Regions from separate parts of the Rattus norvegicus genome. Here region 2 is linked to region 1. A link is a contact called in public Hi-C data. All regions are on one chromosome and are shown on one strand. The core of a region is the stretch at or near the end of the contact, and the rest is flanking DNA. Distances in the headings are between cores, read along the strand shown.

Region 1 (6,624 bases), core at 3,087-5,586:
ATGAAGGATGACCACGAACTCCTGAACCCCCCTCTCAGGAGCAGGGTTAAAGATGTGTTCTAACAGCCAGTCCTCTGATTTTTAAAATGGAGTTTCTAGTCAGTGCCTACTACTGTGTGTAGTCCCAGCTTTTGGAGGCTGAGGCAGGTGTCTGAGACCCTTGTCTCTAAACAGAACAAAATGGTGTTTGCTTCCCTTGAGGATAGCAAGGAGAGCTCTCTCATGGTTGCCTTTGAATTGTAAATATCAAACATTTTATTTGTGAGAGTGAGTGAATGAATTGTGCGTTAAGTTGCCAGGACAAGACCTTTGCCCTCTCTCAGTGTAAATGTGAGGATAAAGTGGATACCACCATCTTGGCTGCTGTAGTCTAAGCTACATCAGCCTTTTGGATGTGAAATTTTGAAAATTTTTGTTACAGATAGAAAATTTAACATTTTTTCTTCTCTCTCTTTTAAATTTTACTTTATATATTTCATGGACACCAGAAGAGGGAATCAAATCCTATCGGAGGTGGTTGTGAGCCACCATGGTGGTGCTGGGAATTGAACTCAGGACCTCTGGAAGAGCAGCCAGTGCTCTTCACTCTGAGCCATCTCAGCCCCATGTTTTCCTCTAAACTGAATATTACCAAATGTTGAGGTTCTGTCTTGTTTTCAGTTTAGTGATTTATTTATTGTGGGGTTCATTTTGGTTGTCGTAGTTTGTTTTTGATAGTAAATCCTACACCCAGGGCTCCCTAGAATTTGAATAGCGGAGAATTACTTTTGAGTTTTTAAAGATTTTATTTATAAAATGTTTTTATTTATAAAATGTATAAATTTTATTTATAAAATGTATAAATGTTTTTCTGGAATGATCTACAACGTGTGTATTCGGTGCCTGGGATGACACAGGGCATCAGATCCTGGAATTGGAATTAGAGATTGTTATGAGCTGCTATGTGGGTGCTGGGAAAGAAACCTGGGCCCTTTGCAGGAGCGCCGTGTCTTGGCTGCTGAGATGTGTCTGTAGCCCATCATTTTCTCATGCCTCTACCTTCCAAGTGCTGAGGTTACAAGTGTGGGCCACCACACCATGGTTATTGTGCTTGGAATCCAGCAAAGGGCTCTGTGCCTGCTAGGCAAGCACCCTACCAGCCAAGCTGGCTCAGCCCTCGGGTTGGAAATTTTAAACTTTGAAACAAAACAAGCTCTCACTTCCTTGTTACTTTTCTTGTTATCCTCTCCTTCAGGAGCAAATAAGCCGCTTGTCTTACAATGAGAAGTCGGACATCTGGTCGCTGGGCTGCCTGCTGTATGAGCTGTGTGCACTAATGTGAGTGTGCATGGTTCGGGCTCACACTCTGGTTACACTCACCGGGCCCTGTCACAATAGCAACAGCAAAATACCTGACTTCTACACATTTAGAATGGAACCTGTCGGGCCGAGTCCTGCTGTGTTCAGGAAAATGGGTGCTGGAGGGCAGTTTATAGATCAGGCTAACAAAGAAGATACAGCAGGGGCGGGCAAGGTCTGGGGTTGGGAGAACAGGAAGGACTGAGTCTTGACACTTTCCTCCAGCACTGCCAAGCTGGTCCCCAGGACCACAGTTGTACAGGGATGGAGGAAAGACTTTCCATCACACTGGAGACAGTTTGGGCTGTCCTTGGGTCTAGTAGTTGGAAGCCACAGTGCTGCAGAATGTTCAGAACATGGACATAGCCCAAGTCAGAGAGCTGTTCATCCCTAAAATATGGCAGCCCGGCCTTGTCACACGCACAGCGGCGACACTAACTGTAGCCAGGGAGAGTCCCAGATGAGGGAGTGGAGTGCAGAGCGGACTCCAGTCGCCCATTTGTTCCTGTCCTTTGTGTTCATTGAACATTTTTATAACTTCTGTTCTCCCTTGCCCTCTTCTCTCCCTTCTATCTCTTCCCTCCTTTCTCTTTTAATTTTTTTTTTAAAATCCCAGGCCTCCATTTACAGCTTTCAACCAGAAAGAGTTAGCGGGGAAAATCAGGGAAGGGAGGTTCCGGCGCATCCCCTACCGCTACTCTGATGGCTTGAATGACCTCATCACTCGGATGCTGAATTTAAAGGTAATGGTTGCAAGGCCTTGTGTGCTCTGTCTCAGACTCTGAACTTTGGAGATGTATTCTTGTGTAAAGATGGATGATAACTAAAGAAGCCGTCAGTCTCTCTGGCTAAAATCGTGTTCGCGCAGGCGGACGCTCACAGGTGTGGAGACACGTCTCCTCAACATCCACAGCCTCACATCTTCTGCCACAGTGACCAGTGGGTCGTGGCATGGAAGGACTGAGGAAAGGCCGATCTCAGAGCAGCAGTGAGAGTAAGGAAGGAACCAGAATGGGCTGTTACTCTCCCTTCTCTGTAAGGGATGACAGAGTATGAGAGGAAGGTCAACAGGGTGAAAATATCCTGCAAAGGTTCTCTAGCTGGCTGGTGGGACAGGAGGCAGGTGGTCTTTGTCAGCTGATGAGAGAGAGTGAAGTGGGGAGCTGGGGCTTTGTGGAGGATGCAGGAGGGGTGTGGTGGGGCATGCGGGGGACAGACTGGTAAGACTAAAGGTTGTGAGGATGTCCTTGGTATTTAGAGAAGCAGGTCCCACTTCTGCAGAGCAGCCCAATGATTTCCAGTGTGTGTATAGGTGTGAGTAGTTCTGCAGGCCTGAGCCAGCTCCTTAAAATCAAACAGGAAGATAAACCTGTGTCTTGGTGCAGACCTAGCACTTTGTGACCAGTGAACTTGTGTTTCCAGGTGTTTAACCAGATATCTCTCGATGCAGGAACTGTCTTTTGTTTACCCTGCTAACGTAGCTGCTTTTCTTAAGATGACTCTGATCTGCCTGCCACACTTTCTTCAGGACTACCATCGACCTTCAGTGGAGGAAATTCTGGAGAGCCCTTTGATAGCAGACTTGGTTGCAGAAGAGCAAAGGAGAAATCTGGAGAGGAGGGGACGGCGCTCAGGCGAGCCTTCGAAGCTGCAGGACTCCAGCCCTGTGCTGAGTGAGCTCAAGTTGAAGGAAAGGCAGCTGCAGGATCGAGAGCGAGCACTGAGAGCTCGGGAGGACAGCCTGGAGCGTGAGTAGTGCCCAGAGCCAGGGAGCCAGGGAGCCAGGGAGCCAGCAACTGACTGCAGTGGAAAGGTGGGGCTGGGGACTGAACAGAAGAACTTATATGCACAGGCCATTGGAACCTTCTTTTTCTTTTTAGTTGCAGGTCCTGGGGATTGTATATATATATATATATATACACACACATACATACATACATACATACATACATACATACATACATATATATATATGATTTCATTAGAAATTCTATTAGAAAACCATCCCATGACAATGGTCATGGAGAGAATATAGAGAGAATTTTCTACAGTGTGGTTTTACCTCAGTAATTACAGTAAGAGTTGGGGCCACAGTGTGTTATTTGTTGTGAATTTCTATCAGCCAAATCTAGGAAGCTGAGCAAAATAAAGTACCATTTTGGTAGCAGGTGTGTGTCTGTGCTCTCCTGTTTGGTAGCGGGCATGCGTCAGTGCCCTCCTGGCAAGCATATGGATTGTTTAGAAACAAAGCTGATGAGCTCAGACTTGAAAGCCACCCAGAGGTGGCCTCTACCATGCAGCAGAGGACACACAGAAGACACCCAAGATGCCCAGAGACAGGCCTAACACATCTGCTGATGTTCTTAATTAGACAATCTAGCAAAGTAAATTTGCTCCACTTCAGTATTTGGTATCCAGTTCTGTGAGTCCACAGATGCAGGCTTTTCCTTTACTGGTTTACATGAGGTACATTAATGATGGAACTTTAGAGACCAGTTTCCTTTTTCGCAAGGCTCTTGAAACGACTGCAGGGCACAATTGGTTCATTTCTGAAGGAGCATAGGAGCTCTTGGGAAGGTCTGGTATTTGCACAGATGGTGCTCTGGCTATGCAAAGAGGTAGATCTGGATTTCAATGTTTGGAGCTGAGTGAGTCACCAGAAATCATCAGAACTCACTGTATGATTCATTGGCAAATATTAGCCATGAAGACACTGCCACAGAGTTATGAGAAGTAGTGAAAAGGGCTGGGCATGGTGGCACGTGCCTTTAACCCCAGCACCCAGGAAGCAGAGGCAGGTGGGTCTCAGAGGGCACCAGAGCTGCATAGAGAATCCCTGTCTCAAAACAAAACAACAACAATGAAAGGTAATGAAAAGCATTCTGAGTCAGCTTTGTAAAGGTGAGCCCTTAAAATAGTCGGACGCATGGATGGACGCTGCAAATAAGCTCTGCTTACTCACACTGAGATGATGAAACGGTTGTCAAGAGGAAAAGCGTTCTCAGGCAGAAAGCTCAGTGCAGGGCTGAGCACTTGGCAGTAATATAGAAGTGACTGCAGACAGTAACTTTCTAGGTTCCATATTTGTCACTGCAAGGACCAAATAGAACATGCCTCCATTTGTCTGGAGGATCTGATTGTTCCAAGTAGTAGAACTTCAGCTTTGGCAAATAAATAAATGGATAAAAGGATAAAAATAAAATGTACATGCTGCCTACCTTACCTGCTTTTTTTTTTTTTTTTTTTTTTTTTGGGAGGAACATGACATTGATTCAGACAAATAGATTACAGAGATAATTTCTGTGTGAGAACACTTGCACATGCTTACAGACAAGACATTTCATTGTCTTTTCCAAGTCTGCATGATGCTCATTTGCACTTGCTAAAGTCGAAGCTGTTACAGCACAAGAGGAGTTTGTCCACTGAACTTAGAGTGGCACAGTGAGGGCCGATTCCTTCACAATGCCCAGCTACAGAACTCTGGAGCAAGTGTTTGTGGCTATACCCTGTAGTCTTTTTTGTTTGTTTTTTTCGAAGCTGAGGCCCGAACCCAGGGCCTTGTGCTTGATAGGCAAGTGCTCTACCACTGAGCTAAATCCCCAACCCCAGTCTTTTAATTTTTTTAAACCCTGTTTTTAAAGATGGTTCTTAAATGCTTTGCCCTTCCTTCTAGCCCACCAGAGATAGTGGAAAAGAAAGGCTGTTAGGATACAGGGGCAGTGGACCTGTTTAGCAATTGTTTTTTTGGAGCAGCTCTCACCTGCTTTGTCAAGAAATCAGCAGTTGAGTTCACAAGAATCATCAGCGGTGCTCAAGCTACTCACAAACACTTTATGAACATAGCAGCAGTCTGGTTTGGTGGTGTTGGGATAGCAAACACAGCAGCAGCAGTGGCACGCCAGAGCAGAGACTTGTGCTCTTGCAAAGACGGCCTAAGAGCTCTGATCGGGTGAGGAGCAGCAATCCCAACCTTTGCAGTGAGGTTTCTTTCTACTGGAGCTGCTGCAAAGTGTGGCAAAGTATAGTTTACTGTTGTGTTAAGATCGTTACCAATGCCACCCCATGCTTCAAGACAAAATTACATTTATTTGTAATTAGGAGTAAATATTTCACAATATGTAATTACATATATTTTTGTGATTAATCACTGCTTTAATTATGTTCGATTTGTAACAATGAAAATAGACCCTGCATGTCATATTTATATTGTGATTTATAACAATAGCAAAGTTATAGTTATGAAGTAGCAACAGAAATCCTGTTGTGGTTGGGGTCACCACAACATGGGGAAGTGTATTAAAGGGTCCCAGCATTAGGAAGGTTGAGAACTTTCCCAGCCTGCAAGTGGGGTGAGGAGAGGAGGAGATAGGACCGCCAGGCTGCAGGAGATGTTTGTGGCCAGAGCTCCTTAGTCATTGGTGTTGCTTTTCCATTCCTTTTTTCAAGAGAAAGAACGTGAACTTTGTATTCGAGAGAGACTTGCCGAGGACAAACTGGCCAGAGCCGAGAGTCTGCTGAAGAACTACAGCCTGCTGAAGGAGCACAGGCTCCTGTGTCTGGCTGGCGGCTCAGGTATGCCTGTGAGCTGCACACACACATACACACACACACACACACACACACACACACCCCACCTCACACACACCACCTCACACACACCACCTCACACACACCACCTCACATGGGACGTGCACCTCAGTGTGGCCCCCAGAGTGGGTTGTAGGCCTTGGGCCTTACAGTTCCCAGATCTCAGGGTGACATCATTGAGTTTCCACTCCTGAGTGGAATGGGCTTTGCTGCTGCAGCAGCTGAGTCCCTGGGCGAGAGACCTGACAGGAGTTGTAATTTCATTTCAACTTCACTCACCAAACCGAAAGGCATAGGTGATAGGTAAAATTTAAATTTTTGAAATGGGAACACTTTCAAAATTATACATTTCGAGTTTTTTCAGGTATGGTGCTATTGTGGTTTGAATAGGTATGGCCCCCACAGACTTGGGTGTTTGAATCTTTGGCCGTGAGGAGTGGCACTGTTAGCCTTGTTGGAGAAGTGTGTTACTGTGGGGGCAGATTTTGAGGTCTCCTATGCCCAGTGTGGCACACAGACAGTCCCTCCTTGCTCTCAGCTCCTTCCCCAGCACCATGCCTGTCTGCGTGCTGCCATGAAGATAATGGACTAGTAAATCTCTGAACCTGTAAGGCAGCCCCAGATTAAATGTCCTTTAGAAGAGTCGCCTTTGTCATAGTGTCTCTTCCCAGCCATGAAACCCCAAGACAGTTATGTTAC
Region 2 (6,735 bases), core at 24-2,523, 200 kb after region 1:
AGACACCCCAGAAAGGAAAGCTCAGGTCATCCACCCACATCCAGTGGGTTCTCTGCTGACGTTGGCCATCCTTCTCCCATACCACAGGCTTCAGCCATGGACCCTGAGAAAGTCACCCTCCTCTGTTCTGGCCCCTTTCCACAGCTTAGCCCTACAAGAGACCTAGGGAAACTACAGTCCAGGGTCTGGAGACACCCATTTCCTGAACTAACTACACAAACAAAACTGAGGCATTTCCACCTTCATCTCCCACCCACCTTCCCATCTGTAATTTCTGCCTTTTCTGTTCAAATCAGTCTACCGTGGTGTCAGGTTTTCATCCAGACCCTCAATTGTGTTAAGATCTCTGGCTTTGGGCTGTATGAAGCAGATCAGCCGGTGGCAACTGGATTGGAGAGGTCCGGTTAACCCCGGCTTTTACCGTCTAAAATTATCTCACACACCCAGGAAGTTCTATTCTCAGAAATGCCTTAACCAATTTATTTACATGTAAGTATTCCCGACGACTTTAAAAATGCATATATTCCTGGAAAAGGAAACCGTCCTCCTCGGCCCTAATCTAGTTTTCGCACCTATGCCCCACCTTTACTGCAACAAGCTGGATTGGGGAGAAGGGAATCTCTCCTCATTTCACAGACAGACCTTAGCCCACAACCGGACCCCAACCAGCCCTGAGCCTGCAGCGGCGAGATAAACCAAGTTCTCATGAAAGCAAATCTGAAATAGCCAAATATGGAAAGTCAGCAGCCTGAGTGGAGAGGCTGAGGAAGAAAGAAGCCAACCAGAGTGGCCCAGAGGGACCTGCAACAAAAGTCCTCAGAACTGTCCTCAGTACTGTCAGACCTCGCAGTTGGATTGCAAGGGGGTCAAGCAGTGGTGTGAGAACGGTCTCCGCCTACCCTGCAGTGGGTGCTCACCTCTAGGCGCCTGGGTCTGCCGAAATCTGGAACTCAGCTTCTGCAGAGTCGGGTGCTATCTCCAAATGAGCACGCGCTATAGCACCGGTGCAGGTTCGAGTCCCTGGCATTAAGCTCACGTTAATGGGCTGTGTTCACAAGTCTTGCAAAAGTGCCCCGGGCCGGGCGCGGATGTCCCGGGTCGCCTCAGTCCACCCGCTAACACACACGCCTCCAACCCACCTCCCTGAGCCGCTTTCGGTTTCTGAGGAGCCGGGATGGTGAGCTCACCCGGCCTTTCCCACTTGCGGGGCTCGCGGAGTTCCGCGGGCGCCCTACGGCGGCGAGGGCAAGGCTGCTTCGCCTCCGCAGCCGGCTAGGCCAGTCCCAGCCGCGGGCTTCGGGGGGCGGGGCCGAGGACGGGGGCGTGGTCAGGGCGCCCAACAGGCGGAACCTAGGATGGAGGCAAGGTAATGGCGCCCAACAGGCGGGGCCGAGGACGGAGGCGTGGTCACGACGCCCAAGAGGCAGGGCCAAGGATGGGGGCGTGGTCGTGGCGCCCAAGAGGCGGGGGCGTGAGGCTTCTAGGGTGGCGGCCGGCAAGTCACCAGAGCTGGGCAAAGTATCTCCCTAGATGCTGGGAATCACCCAGACTCTAGAAGCCTAGGCTTCTCTTTCTAGAAACATTAGTACCTTATGAGCCTTTGAATTGTATATATTTTGCTCTTCAATCAGCCTCCCTCCCGACCTGCCAAACCTATTCGTTCTGGAGTGGACACGTTTGCTTAAGATCAGAGGTCTGATTCAAATCCCTTCTTCCCTGAGCTTGCTACAGTGCAGTGCGAATCCGTCAGCCCTCATCCTGCTGTTAGCTTAACGCTGGCTGTTCTCTTGTCAAAAGCACCCCAGACAGTTCTTCTGGTCTTCAGAGCCACCTGGTGGAGCGTGCCTGAACTATGAAAGCTCTATCTGAGCTCTAGAGCTGATCTGAGTGGACCTACCCAAGGCTAGAGCTTGAATCCTAGCCTCCCAACTCCTAAACACAGGACTGTTACAATGTATTCGCTCTACAGGTTCACAGTAATTGCAGCCTCTATGAACAAAGCAAGCTAGCGGCTCAAATCTAACCCCTTCCAAGTCAGACAAGCGCGGGAAATACTTAGCTGTCTTGAGCATCAAATGCCCATCATGGAAAGGGTACTAGCTACCTTGCAGTGGACACAGGTGTGCAATGAAGCTGGGCAGCAGTTTTAGGGAGCATATGTGGGATCTGGTGGATCAGTCAATAGGAGCCCCACATCCAGGTGCAACTCTTTGGTTAGCGAGATTAAATCCTCCATGGGGAGATGGCCTGTGGGCGTGCTTTGGCAGTCTGTACCAGCTTACTCTTGTGAGAACTGAAAGAGGCTGAGCCCAAGCCTTCTCCTCCCTAACCTTCCCTACAGTATATCTATTTACCTTACTTTCCACTTCCCTTCACATGATTGCAAGGTGACAGGACCCTAAGTATTTAGACACCACAGGGAATATAGATTGGAAAGACAATGTCTGGAATGAATAATGTAGCTAGGGTTCTGAAAGGAGCAATCAATTCTAAATATGAGCCCAAGATCTTGGTATAATGAAGTCCCAAGCTGAGAAAGAATTTCTTTTGCTTGCATGCATGACTGTGTACCACGTGTATTGCTGGCGCTTAAGGAGTCCAGAAGAGAGACCAGGAGTCACAGACAGTTGTGAAGCATCACGTGAATGCTGGGCGTTGAACCCAGGTCCTCTGGAAGAGCAGCCCGTACTTTTAGTGCTAACACAGTAGTAGTCAGAAGGGAAGGATATGTTCCCAGCTCCTGGTATTGATCTCAGAGTCAGACTCTTGTAGTCCAGGCTGGTTCACATTTGCTCACTCAAACTCCTGGCCCCTCTCCTCCTGTCTCCTGAACACTGTGATTGCAAGCGCACAGCATCATGTCCAGCTTTCTTGCTTCTCCATGTACATCATGTTTTATCCTTCCCACACACCTTCAGGAATGTTTATGTTTTGTTTTGCTTTGTTTTGAGACAAGCGAAGGCAGGCCATGAGGACAGTAAAGACAGGGCAGGATTTGAGCAGTTTTAGTATTTGAAAATAGTATTTGATTTCCATATAATGTTTAACAGTAAACTGATTAACTAGTCCTTAAACTAAATTCCCCTATAAAGAGAAGGACTGAACTATACGCAAACTCTTTCTGCAGAAGGAAAGGGCAGACAGCTGGTTCTTCAGGACTCTCTACAGTTGCCTACCACCAGTGGTTTGTTTAATCGGCTGGTGTGACTGGGGGCAGGCAGTCTGATGAAGAGGGGAGGCATGCATTATCCTCAGTCTACAGAGAGACTAGTGAGGTCATGTGCTAGTTGAGGACAAGATGCATAATTCCAGGATTGGTAGGCGGAAGCTGGACAGGGTGAAGGCCGTCCTGGGGCCTGCAGACGCCCTTATGATGACCGGAGTGTTCGATGGAGATGAGAAAAGATGAAGAGCAGAGTGCTGTGCGCTGTGAGGAGAGACGGAGCTAGAGCTTCGAAGGCAGTGACAGCGTGAGAGAGGGCTGAGGTGGACAGTGGAGTTGGTGGGATGACGCGCAGCAATCCACAGCGTAGACAGATGCAGGCACCCCCCCTCCTACTCCCAACACGCTACCAGGCCACGGGATTGCCATAGCTCTGGGAAATGGCAGAGGCCCAGCTCGGGGAATGGTTCACTTTCCGGATTGGACCTCCATGGAGGAAACACCGTGGCCCATGGTGTCATGAAGGTGATGTAGGGCGGGGGTTGTCGATGTCCGTGGCCCATGTTACTCCCAAATACCGTGCAGATATTTGTGGTCTACGCTCTGGCCTGAAGCCATGTTGATGTTGGTGGGCTGTGCTGCCAACAGAGGCCATACTGATCTGAGTGGTCTCTGTGGCCACCTGAGGCTATAGTGATGTCTGAGCCCATGCTGCCTCCAAGGGCCTTGTCTGGGTCCATGATCTTGCTGCAGGAGGTAGCCATGTTCACGGACTGTGCTGTTTCCAGAAACCATGAGGAAGCCATGATCTGAGCACCAGCTGACTGCAAAGAGCAAGGAAGCTCCCTTTGGCAGTGATGTCGGTGACTGCAGATGCAGCTGAGAAAGAGAGGCATGGAAGGCCTCTGTAATACCCACTCCAACCCCCAAGTAACAGCCTAAAAAGGAAGCCATCAAAGAGAACTCTTATTTAAAACAAATTTATTTATTTATTTATTTTTTTGGTTTTTTTTTTTTTCGGAGCTGGGGCCCGAACCCAGGGCCTTGCGCTTCCTAGGCAAGCGCTCTACCACTGAGCTAAATCCCCAACCCTAAAACAAATTTATTTTATGCATTCAAGTACACTGTAGCTGTCTTCAGACACACCAGAAGAGGGCATCGGATCCCATTACAGATGGTTGTGGGCCACCATGTGGTTGCTGGGAATTGAACTCAGGACCTCGGGAAGAGCTGCTCATAACTGCTGAGGCATCTCTCCAGCCCAAGAGAACTCTTAAAAACTGTAATAAATGGAAGTGAAGCTCTCTGCGGTTGTTGGGGATACAGTGGAGAAGGACTCAGCTTTCCTTAGGGGGTTTGGCCACTGAAAGTTTGACCACGCTCCAGTGAGTATGTGAACAACACAAATTGGACTTTTTTTTGGGGGGGGTGTAGGTCACAGGGGGTGGGGCAGACATGAAAGGACTGGGAAGTGAGTGTGATCTGGGTGGATGATATAAATATCCCAAAGAATAATATAAATATTATTTTGAAAAAAAAATATGTACTGTCACCTAACAGTAGACGTGGCCAGACAAGGAGAAAACATCTTTTCCTTAGGCTTCAAGTTGCACGTTTAATCTCCCTGGGCTTGAAGTTGCATGATTAACTTCCATTAGAGGCTACGGTGGAAAGTCTGCTCGACAGGTGACAGGTGTGAAGGACGGTACAGCAATCCTCAGCAGAAAGTGTGCTGCACCAACACCTATGCGTTTTCTTCCTGACCAGCAATAGATGACCATATCCATTCCATCAGAGAACCCTGCCCTCAGCTCTGTCTGTGAGCTGACTACAACAAAAAGACAGGCGGAGGGCAGGTCTCCCCAACCTGATAAAATTTGTTTTTAAAGATACTCTTCTGGGGTTGGAGAGATGGCTCAGTGGTTAAGGCACTGGTTGCTCTTTCAAAGGACCCAGGGTCAATTCCCAGCACCCACAAGGCAGCTTTCAACTGTGTGTAGTTCCCGTGGCAGGGGAACTGATACCCTTTTGAGGACTGCCAGCACTGCAGTCACTAGTGAAGCAGTCCCTGGCAGCGGGCAAAATATCCATACACATAAAATGCATTCTCTAAGCCTATGTACCCAGTAGCTGCAATTCTAGCCTAGAAACCTAAGACATGCCCATGTCTCTTTTGTTCTGCTTTTTGTGCTGCTAGCTGGTACAGGATCCCGTGGTCCCGTCCTCTGTGTTTGTTGAAGGGCACACTGAATCCACATGCCTGTGTTTTTCACACCTCTTGTGTCTGGTGTCTGGTGGGATAGCACTTTAGTTAGGAGTCTTACTGTTCTGAGTCTAGACCTGCTGTTATCATACACCTGGGGAAATGTGGATGCCCCTGAAGACAGTTACCTCGTCAGTCTCATGCCTCATATTGTGGGAGTCGTAAGCAAAACAGATGTCTTTCCTATCAAAGGGCTAAATAGGACAAAATTCTATTTAAGAAAAAAGGTGAAGAAGCCTCTTGGCAGAAATTCAAGTCCCTTCAGGTTCAGTGCCTCATGAAATCAAAATATGTGCTCAGGGTGGCCCCTCATCTCAACGCTGTAATCTGCTTCTCTGCTGTCTGCTCTGAGTCAGCCCACACACAGGGGGCCAACCTACCTTATGGAGTCAGACACAAGGTTGCTGAGTTTGTAGTGAGGACCCGACAGAGCCCCCACTAGTTGTGCTTACCTGTTCAATTTGAGAAAAATATAAATGTGTGAGTGTGTGTGTGTGTGTGCGCGTGTGTGGTGCACGCACGCACCTTGCTGACATACTTTGGATTGTGTAGACCTTTTCCTGGGATCTTGAACCCATTTCTAACAGCACCCCAACATAGTCTTTAAAAATCTTGCTCATCCAAATTCCTGCCAGAGTCCTAAGACATCACATCTGGAAAACCCACCCTCATCAGTAGTCTCTAATTTGTTAATGACAGCTTGCAAATACCCCAATTCAACTACCATCTTCCTTCATTGCTCCCTCATTAAGTGTTCAGGGATAAAAGACATATTGAGGAAAGGGGGAGGGGACAAAGGATGTGACGTGGGAAGTCAAGAGGGGAGCAGATATCTGAGAAAAGGCTGGGGTGAAGTTTGCTTGAAAATGCCAACACCTGATACTTTGTATGATACTAAAACAAAACAAAACAAAACAAAACAACAACAAAAACCCACAAATGAAAGACTTGCAGGTACCTTCCTGGTCCTTCAGTAACAGACAAAGATGAAGGTCTTGGTGGACCGTATGTGTGATAACTCATCTTAGGTGTCAACTTGACCGCATTTGGAATGAGCTAAAACCCTAGTGGTGGGGCACACCCACGAAAGGCTTTTCTTGGTTGGGAAGAAGCATTTCAACCTGGGCCACACCTTCTGACGGCACTCCGCATAAAGGGACATGGAAGAAGGAAGCTTTTCTTTTGCCTTTTCCTGATTGACCTCGTTCTCACTGGTAAATCCAGCTCTCTTGTTGCCCAGCCATTCTTTCAATGGTATCAGAGCCCCCTTCTTTCAAATTGTGACACAATTTGAAGACCAGCAGCTCTC

The links. A called contact is a pair of places that touch in the nucleus more often than the background predicts.
Region 2: a contact with region 1 is called in a Hi-C map of the A7r5 cell line, with 6 times the contacts expected there. The contact joins the promoter of Traf5 here to the enhancer-like site in region 1. A contact is called at or near these places in 10 of 12 Hi-C or Micro-C datasets (the A7r5 cell line, the Rat2 cell line, Schwann cells and 5 more) and 1 of 1 datasets of contacts at active chromatin or transcription factors (oligodendrocytes).

What each region holds. Positions count from the first base shown.
Region 1 is chr13:105,940,650-105,947,273 of GRCr8, forward strand. It overlaps Nek2 (NIMA-related kinase 2), which reads left to right. Exons shown (of 8, transcript NM_053691.2): 4 at 1,235-1,317; 5 at 1,955-2,081; 6 at 2,867-3,086; 7 at 5,785-5,910. Among named protein-coding and RNA genes, the nearest start is that of Nek2, 7.2 kb to the left of the region's middle. Within about 2 kb of position 4,337, at least 6 of the 93 cell types and tissues checked have an H3K27ac peak or open chromatin away from gene starts, as enhancers often do. A contact at or near this core is called in the A7r5 cell line, where this site is marked.
Region 2 is chr13:106,148,434-106,155,168 of GRCr8, forward strand. It overlaps Traf5 (TNF receptor-associated factor 5), which reads right to left and starts at 1,274. Exons shown (of 11, transcript NM_001398701.1): 1 at 918-1,274.